Linked DNA regions of Gossypium hirsutum: regions 1 and 3 are each linked to region 2. Evidence: chromatin contacts called from public Hi-C data. All regions are on one chromosome and are shown on one strand. Each heading gives the region's core, a stretch centred on a gene start, on an enhancer-like site or on the middle of the called end of the contact. The rest is flanking DNA. Distances are from core to core; before and after follow the strand shown. Region 1 holds the start of LOC107928768. Region 2 holds the start of LOC107920268 (ethylene-responsive transcription factor CRF2). Region 3 holds the start of LOC107928779 (probable WRKY transcription factor 41).

The links. A called contact is a pair of places that touch in the nucleus more often than the background predicts.
Region 1: a Hi-C map of leaf shows a contact between it and region 2, with 2.5 times the contacts expected there. The contact joins the promoter of LOC107928768 here to the promoter of LOC107920268 in region 2. A contact is called at or near these places in 3 of 34 Hi-C or Micro-C datasets (all in leaf).
Region 3: a contact with region 2 is called in a Hi-C map of leaf, with 3 times the contacts expected there. The contact joins the promoter of LOC107928779 here to the promoter of LOC107920268 in region 2. A contact is called at or near these places in 2 of 34 Hi-C or Micro-C datasets (both in leaf).

Annotation. Positions count from the first base shown.
Region 1 is chrA08:75,727,907-75,730,948 of Gossypium_hirsutum_v2.1, reverse strand. LOC107928768 reads right to left here and starts at 1,711. Exons shown (of 1, transcript XM_016860035.2): 1 at 1,157-1,711. The coding sequence starts at 1,711. The coding sequence ends at 1,157.
Region 2 is chrA08:75,181,381-75,184,219 of Gossypium_hirsutum_v2.1, reverse strand. LOC107920268 (ethylene-responsive transcription factor CRF2) reads right to left here and starts at 1,370. Exons shown (of 1, transcript XM_016849921.2): 1 at 1-1,370. The coding sequence starts at 455.
Region 3 is chrA08:76,170,587-76,173,679 of Gossypium_hirsutum_v2.1, reverse strand. LOC107928779 (probable WRKY transcription factor 41) reads left to right here and starts at 1,745. Exons shown (of 3, transcript NM_001327291.1): 1 at 1,745-2,142; 2 at 2,246-2,374; 3 at 2,455-3,093. The coding sequence starts at 1,823. The coding sequence ends at 3,073.

The DNA of each region.
Region 1 (3,042 bases), core at 462-2,961, 550 kb before region 2:
AAATATCAATTTTAGAAGAATTTCTTCAATATCATAGAACTTGACTTGAAGATATTACTACTAATTTGGTTCTGTTGTGTTATTAATTTTTTATTGGATTTTACTAAATGATTATTTCGTTCTTATATCACAATATCAAACAATCTTGAGCTTTACTACGATAGAATCTTGAGTTTTCTTGCATGAACATTAATTTTTAATCATATTTAATCTTTATATAAGATGAATATTTTGTTAAGAGATTGAAATTGATCTATTTTTTTTATTCGTTTTATGATTTTATGGCAACGCTAAATAGTTGTTGTTGTAATAACCTAGCAATAACTTGAAATTTTTTATAAAATTTTCTAGTTTTTAAATAAATTTGAGGTTTATTATTATTATTTATATATATAATTAGGGTTAATTGTCAAAAGTATAAATGAGAACTAAAATTATTATTATAGCAATTAAAAAAGTACCATTGTAAGCTACTTAATAGTCCAAGACTAAAAAAATAACTTTAAAAATATTAGTAATCAAATTGTATTTTTTTCTAATTAAGTGATTAAAACAAAAATTTATCGGGAATTAAACTGGTGTAGTATTAATGGTTTTTGCTAGATAAAAGTTCCCAGTCATTTGCTAGCTATGCATAGTGACCACATACATAAAGCAAATGAATACCCTTCAGTTCTAGCATATTATATGAAAGAAAAACCTTAATTTCTTTCCCACATTTCAGCAACAAAAACATGTTTTTTTTTTTTGGTAAAACAAAAACATGTTTTGATTATGCGACAACTATGAAAAAACTTAGACCACCTCATAGCAGCGACAATGGTGGTTTGAGCCATTACAGTCACTGGAGTAGGTAGAACTTATAGATCGCTTAATTCCCTTCCGGTAGATTAATTAACCAACAAAACGAGAACGCTAATCACGAAGTTTGGCCAACAAAAGATCATAAAGAAATGACTCAATCCAGTTCATTAATTAGATATGAATAGGTCAAAGTTCAAAACACCAAGTAACCTAACCTTAAGGACTAAAAGAAAACATCCTAAAAAAACTTCAAAATATTGTTAAAAAAATATCCACAAACTATTTGACTGCATCTTCATTGTGCAGATATACTATCAGTAATCTGTATATGCTTCTTTATAGTTTTTGTAATTCAAGCACATGAAATACCGACAGTGGAGGCTGCAGTGAATCTTTCGGATGCAGTTCTCTTAGCAACCAAGGCGTTAATCTCCGGCGAAAGCCCTCCAAAATCAATCTCCGGGACCTCAGGGATGGTTGTGAGCGAACCTGTCTTGTCGTAAACCACGTAGTAGTCGTCGTGCGATCTTTGTTTCAGCCACATAATGGAAGAACTCGAACTTTGTCTGAATCTAAACATGGATTTGAAGAGTTTTTGAATAGACCGAGAGAACTTGGAAAACTGCTTCTTGGAAACTGGAGGCGGAAGGGCAGAGGCGGTTGACTGTGGAGGAGCTCTGTCGACTAGATGAGGCATGGACATGGTTCTTGAATGGATTGCTGAGTCGAGTTGACGGTTGAAGGAGTTGAGTTCAAACGAGTCATAAAGATTGCTACCACAGTCCCAAACAGGATGCTGCTTGGCCTTCTCCTGGTTTTGACTTTGCTTTTGTTGTTGTTGTTGTTGAAGTTTTTCCTTCTTCTCCTGGGGATGGTGATTCTGGTATTGTGCTAGGGATTTCTCCATCTTGTTTGGTAAGAGGGAAAACAAAAAAGAAAGTGAGAAAACAAGAAAGGAGTTTGTGATTGACTGATTTTCCTTGAGGGAGTTGGTTTATGCCGAAGGGAAAAAAAAGAAGAAGAAAACGAGTGTGTTACCGCGTTCACGGATGTCTTCATATCAACCATTAAAAACGGAAGAAGTTTCCATGTTGCTAAGATTGCATTTATTCAAAGATGGTTGAGAGATATGACACTTCTTTTGCATACTAAATTAATTAAATTTAATTCTATTATAATTTTCGAGTTATATTTAAAATTCGTGGTTAATTGAACCCATAAGATGGGAAGAATTATTAAATAGTTTTTCTTATATTTAAGCTTATTACTAATTTGGTGTCTCGACTTGAGCACTACTTTAGTTAAAAAAATATTTGAAAATTATTTTCTACAAAATAAATTTTATTATGAAGAGGTTATTTTTTTCTTTTATATTTTAAAAATTAATAAAAAAATATAGTGAAATTTGAATCTAAAACATAATAAATCACACATATTTTAATTTTATAGTTTCGTTTATTTTTTACATAAAACTTTTAATAATTCACCCACATTCACTATACAAAAAATAATGTTTCGTCATATTTCAAAAATAAATCAACATTGATTTTAGGTATAATCTAGGGTGAAAATTTCATGACGTTTATACAATGAAACAAATAATTCAAATTTATTTTTTACCTTATGGTGACAAATATCTCAAACGTCATGATGTTTTGTGATGTTTATTTTTAACTTTCAATATTAGGGATGTGTCATAATCTACTTAAGTCAATGAGATTTTAGTTTATAACAAAATTGGGGCTTTAAAATTTTGATATCTCAAATTATGCATAAATAATGAGTTTGTTTAAGTTTAGCTAATTTAATTATTCAATTCATTAGTTTTAATGATTGATTCTAAGGTGAAAATTAAAAAAAAAAGTCAATATCAAATTGTTTTTAATTTTGTTTTTCTGGTTTGAATTAAATTTAAATATTTGGTTATCAAATTTAATTTGTAGTGATTTATTCTATAAATAATTAAAGTTAATTTTTAAATTTGCCTCCCTATGAAAGAAATCATAATGAAAAATAATTATATCTACGTATACCTCCGACATTGTTGATAGATTAATTAAGATCGAATGACTCTTAGATGAAGTATGAACACACGTTAAAACTTAATCCGGAAAAAAAAAACAGGGTTTCTAACTGCTGTGATATCATGTGAACTATGAATGCGAAGCCAGAAAGGTGAAATTAATTGAGGCAGCTAGGAGCTACCATTTTTATTTTGATTCCGTAATAATTATTGTT
Region 2 (2,839 bases), core at 121-2,620:
TCATAGGTACCCAACCATAAACGTACACGCCTTAGCGGGTCCCTGATCTCAGCCGCCCATTTTCCCCAAGGCCGTTGCCTTACTCCTCTGAATTTCTTCCCGGCTGGTAATACCTTAGCCGAGGACGCTTTTGCTACAGCAACAGCCGCCGGCCTTTTTCTAGAATTCCTGGACAAAGTCGACGATTTACTTCTGAAAGCAGCGTCGTTCTGGGCAGGACATGATGATGAACCGATAGTTATCTCGTTCACGAATTTCTTGACTCTTCGGGTTGTTTGTTCTTCGTCTTCGTCGCTGGAGGAATCAGTAGCGTCAGCATCAGTAACTGATATCCGAACAATTCGAGGCTTCATTTCTGGTTGGTTTTCGACTTTGACATTTAACAGTGGTGAAAGGAGCTTGGTTTGATTGCGATGTTCTGTGTATTTGATTGAAGAAACAGAACAATGATCCATTCTTTTTTTTTCGATTTTGCCTTTGTATATGCAGGTTTTCAACTTCTATTACTTGGTCTCATTGAGAGAGAGTGGGAAGGGGAGTCAAATAAAAGCGGAGGGAAAAGAAGGGATTCCTTTGAGACTTGACACCAGGAGAATAAAGGGCTAAAAAGGAAAGCTGAACAATGAACACGTTAATGAGAAGCTGGAAATGAAGAGAAGCCCACCATTAATCTGTTAAAAGTTTTACTCAAAAAGTACTTAAGAGCACGAGAAATTTCAAGGAAAGTTATCCCCAAAAAAACGATAGTGCGCTTAAACAAGCAGTACGGAAAGCACCCCGATGGCAAAAACCAGTAGTGGGAGAACGGAGCGAAGAAAAAGAAGAAAAGAAAGAAAACTGTAGGTAAAAGTTGCAGAGGATAAAAGAAAAAGGGAAGATGCCGCGAGCAAAAAAAAACCACTAGACAGTGCCTTTTCTTAGTCACTTGACAGAGCACAGACTTGCTATTTTGGGTAACTTTCAAAACCAAACCCTAAAAGAAACTAAGAACACAAATTGCTTTCTGATGATATACAGTACTTTCTCCAGGAAACATAAAGAAAAAGAAAATTCTTAAAAGAAAGAAAGGGAAACGGAAAAGAAAAAGGAAAAGGGAAAAGAACGCAAAGAGGAGTGAAGAATAGCTCTTTTGATAGATAAGAGAGTAAAAAGACAGAAAAAATGAAGCAGAGATTTGAGGCATATACCGAAAGTTGAGCTATTTTATAGGACCAGCCGTAATTTGCTCAAGGTTAAAATGCCATATATTTTTATTTATTTATTCATTTTTTTAAAAAAGTTGTTAGAGAAAGGGCGGGGACATATCGGCGATAATGAGATTCCGGCTGAAAACAGAAAGATCCAACGGGAGGGTGAACCGGGGGGAATGCTGACTAGGTGTCTAGGTGTTGTCCAAAAAAGATTTAATCTTGAAATCAGAGATTCAGGTCACGTGACACCAGACACTCGGGTCAGTCCACTCCTCTCCCTTTGACTAAAATTAGAACCGGTAGTTAATGATTAACACCCACTCCTACCTTTAATTGCCTCCATAATTCCTTAGTTAATCTTCCGTTTTTTTACCTTGTATAGGCATTTTCGTCATTTTATGACTGCCAGAGTTGGTTAGATTACAGCTGCTGCAGACCAAGCAGTTATACAGCTGGTAAATTTTACTACAACTGAGACTAACGTGGTGCTATTTTTTTAACCTTTTTATTTAATGACCACGCTGTGGTGTGTAGGGAGGGTATTTTTTCGAATGTATTCAAGCACAGTGTGAGGTTGAAACGTGTCTAGTATTTATTATTATTTCTTTGAGTAGCCCCGAGTTTTGATTGGCTCCAACAACTTGTTCTGCCGACAGTAAATATTAGCCGTCAGATGAAACATAGGGTCAATTTATCTAATTAGCAACGTATCATTTAATAGGATAAATTTGACTAAGCTAATTAAACTATTAATAAGTTTATGTTTTGGTTACTCAATTTTAAAAAATTATAAAATGGTTATTGAACTATGTAAAAGTTTTCATTTAAGTAATTGGACTATTAAAATCGTTGCCATATAGCATTTTATGTTTGCATTACCTGCATCAATCGAAATCTCTCATTTTCCTTCTCTTTCACAGTTTATTTTTTTTATGGAACAATTTTAAACATTACGAATCTGTGAATAAAATCCAAACAATATTATTCCTTGATCTATGACCCTAACTGTCAAATCTACTTAGATCTAGCATATATTTTTCTACTCTTTGATGGGTACTAATTTATCATACCGATTGTCAAATCGCCACTTGTAGCTTGCTAGCCGGACTTTAAAAAGGATTAAAGCTCAATAACTTAAATAAAATTTTTTGAATAGTTAAGTGACATAAATGAATTTTTTTGAATAGTTTAATGACTATTTTGTAACTTTTTAAAATTGAGTGATCAAAAGTAAACTTACAAATAATTTAATAGTCTTAGATATAATTAAACCCTAAAAAATAACAACAATATTTGGTGTTTTTACGGTATAGATTTAACGTACAACTTTTTAATTAGATCACGCGATGATGAATCACATTTTCCTTTTTCTTCTTTTTATCGGTTAGGAGAATTTAAGGTAAATAAAGACAGGAATTTACTGAGTTTCTCAATTTGTTAGGGACAGTTACTTATTTGAACGTTGTTTTCTCGTGTTCTTTTCTCTTTATTTGAATGAGAAATTTAGATGAGTTTCTATACGCTAATATATATATGCCGAAAAGAAAATAATTTGAGAAAGTATGCTGAAACTTTCGAAATTTATCGATCTACGCTATTTTAAAAAAAAAAAAAGGAAAAGCGTGTTTTATAAAGTGTGTTTTCATTGT
Region 3 (3,093 bases), core at 496-2,995, 990 kb before region 2:
ACCCAACCCTTTGCTTAATCACATAATTGAAATCGTGATTTTTTTTACTATTAATTTTTATAATTTTTGAAAGTTATGGATTTTATATTTTAATTAAATTAAATTTAATTCTTATATTTTTTAAATAGTCAATTTTAGTCATGACCTAAACAATAGTAGATAAATTTATTTGGTTAAATTTAATTATCAATTATATACTATGCATACAATTGTATATTTAATTCATATTCTCTAATTAAATTATTTTAAGTTTTAATACTTTTCAAATTTTAAAAATTTCAGTCTTGATACAAATGACAATCATTAATCTCTTAATTGAATTTTTAATACGTAATATATGAAAATAGCACGCTAACATGCCACTATACATATGATAATATGTTCGCCATATTAAATTTGAAAATAAAAGATGTTAACTAAATAAATTTAATAATTATAGTTTAATAAGAGCTAAAATTTTAAGTTTTATAAAATATAAGAATTTAAATAAAAGTAAAGACATAAGGACAAATAACATAATTTAAATTAAATAAGTATTAGATTTATTTTATTTTAAGGCTTCCCCTGGCATAGCTTTTTGCTCTGGTGCGTTGAATTTTGAAGATTTTTTGTTTTCATTGGAACGCATGATGTTTGGCGAACCAACAGTCCAATGAGATTGTCTCACTGCTTGTCAAAATTTTGGCTGGAGCTTTTAGCTCCAACAATTGCAGTTAAGTGATATAATTATTGTTTTATCACTTTTATTCATTATTGTATTTTTCAATTTACTTTTTATATTAATTTAATTTAATTATTATTTTATATAACATAATTTCATTATATATTTTATTATTTAGTATAACTATTATACAAATATTTTTAATGATTTAACTTTTAATATAAATATATGTGTAATAATTTTAATTATAATTTAACATAAATATAATGAAAAATGTTTATTACAAGAATTTTTAAACTCCACAATCAAAGTTTACAAATGTTCTATAAAGATATAATAAAATATTGAAAAAAAGGCAAATAAATTTTTTTTTAAAACTACTCTTCCTACAATTAATTTTAATTTTATCGCTATGCTATTTAAATTTATTGTTACCATTGTTTTCAACATCACCATAGGCAATTCAAAAACAACCTTAGTTCTATCACATGTAGGTTGTATTAAATTTATTTTAGTTTAGATTTGAATATATTTTTATTATTAAACTCATCTCGGTTTATAAGCATTTGTGATCCTAATTACACTTGGGATATTTTAGATGTAAAATTGAAGGGAGACTTGGTCAGAAATTGGCGACTTGGTCAGCAATTGGAGTTTTGACCTTACCTCACTCTTCAGTCCACTAATCTTATTCTAGTTTATCATGACCAAAGACTAGTCTATGCTGAAAAACTCGGTTTCTTTTGGTCAAACTTCAAACTTTCTATTCCAACAACCATTTTTTCTAATCCAAAACTCCAATGAAGTTCCTTTAAAAGCCCCAGAGTTTCAATTTCTTATTCAAACCCACAACCTTTCACTCTCCTACTCCCTCTTTGCTTAAACCTCAGCATAGACAAGTTCAAACATTTTCCAGCTTTTAGTTAATCAAAACTTAACATTCAGGCCAAGTTCCATGGTTGTTACTTCTTGCTCTTCACCATTTAGGCTATTTCAATCCCTTTGGCTGCTTCTGCTTGTGATCCTTGGAGAAGTTTTTTCTTCTTCATAACCAAATTTACCCGGTCTATAGCAGGTCATGAATTAGTATTCCCAAGTTCCAAACAAGGAATCCCTCTCTATTTTCTTACAGTGGAAGGAAAGAAGAAAAGGAAAAGAAAAATGGAGAACATGTGGAAGTGGGAGCAGGGGACACTGGTGAGCGAGCTGATTCAAGGAATGCAATTAGCAAAACAGCTAAGGTTGCATTTGGGTGCATCATCATCTTCTGTTGAATCCAGGGACTTGCTACTACAGAAGATCTTATCTTCCTATGAAAAAGCTCTTCTGATTTTAAAACTGAGCAGGCCTACGGAACAGCCACAACAAAATGTAGGAGGAATAACTTGTGTGCCAGAGTCTCCTCTAACCATCAACGGCAGCCCCAGGAGTGATGATTTAGAAAAGGATAACCAGGATATCAGAGATGTCTCAAAGAAGAGGTGAATTTGCAAGCTACAAGTTAATCATTCTTGTATGTTATTGCAAATTTTGTAAGTTGTAAATTTGAGTCTGCTAAATGATTCCTGGAACTGGGTTTTGCAGAAAGATGATGCCTAGGTGGACGGATCAGGTGAGAGTGAGCTCTGAAAACCTGCTGGAGGGTCCTCATGATGATGGCTACAGTTGGAGAAAATACGGGCAAAAGGATATCCTTGGAGCCAAATATCCTAGGTGAATGACCCTTTTCCCATGTAAAATGCTGGAATTTTGTATTAGTCAAAACCCTGATGATGGAATGTTTACTTTTGCAGAAGCTATTACAGATGCACCTATCGAAACACCCAAAACTGCTGGGCTACAAAGCAAGTCCAGAGATCAGATGAAGATCCGACCCTCTTTGAGGTCACATACAGAGGAATTCACACATGTGCAAATGGCAACCACGCAGTTCCATCCCCAGAAAAACAACATAAATCAAACACAAACGGCCTTAATAATACCAATTACCAACCATTGCAATCACAAGATGTCCTCTCAGAGTTTCGAGCAGGCCTAAGAGTCAATATTGAGGGCTTAGACAATAAAGAGATGGCACCCCCATTCTCTTTTGCTTCAACATCATTTGGGTGTATAAAGAGCGAAAACCATAGCTTTTCACCTTCAGGAGTACTTGATTACAACAATATCTTCGGCAGCTTTTCATCGCCGTTCATGTCTCCCGATACACCAGAATTAAACTACTTTTCAATTTCTCAGATGAACAACTTCCAAGGGGTGCTTAACACACAGCATTCTAAATCTGATCTCACCGAGTTGGTTTCAGCCAACACTTCGGCCACCAATTCTCCAATTATGGACTTGGATTTTTCGCTGGACCAAGTGGAGTTGGACCCGAATTTCCCATTTGACACCCCGGGATTTTTCTCCTAACTCTTTTCCGCTATCGAATA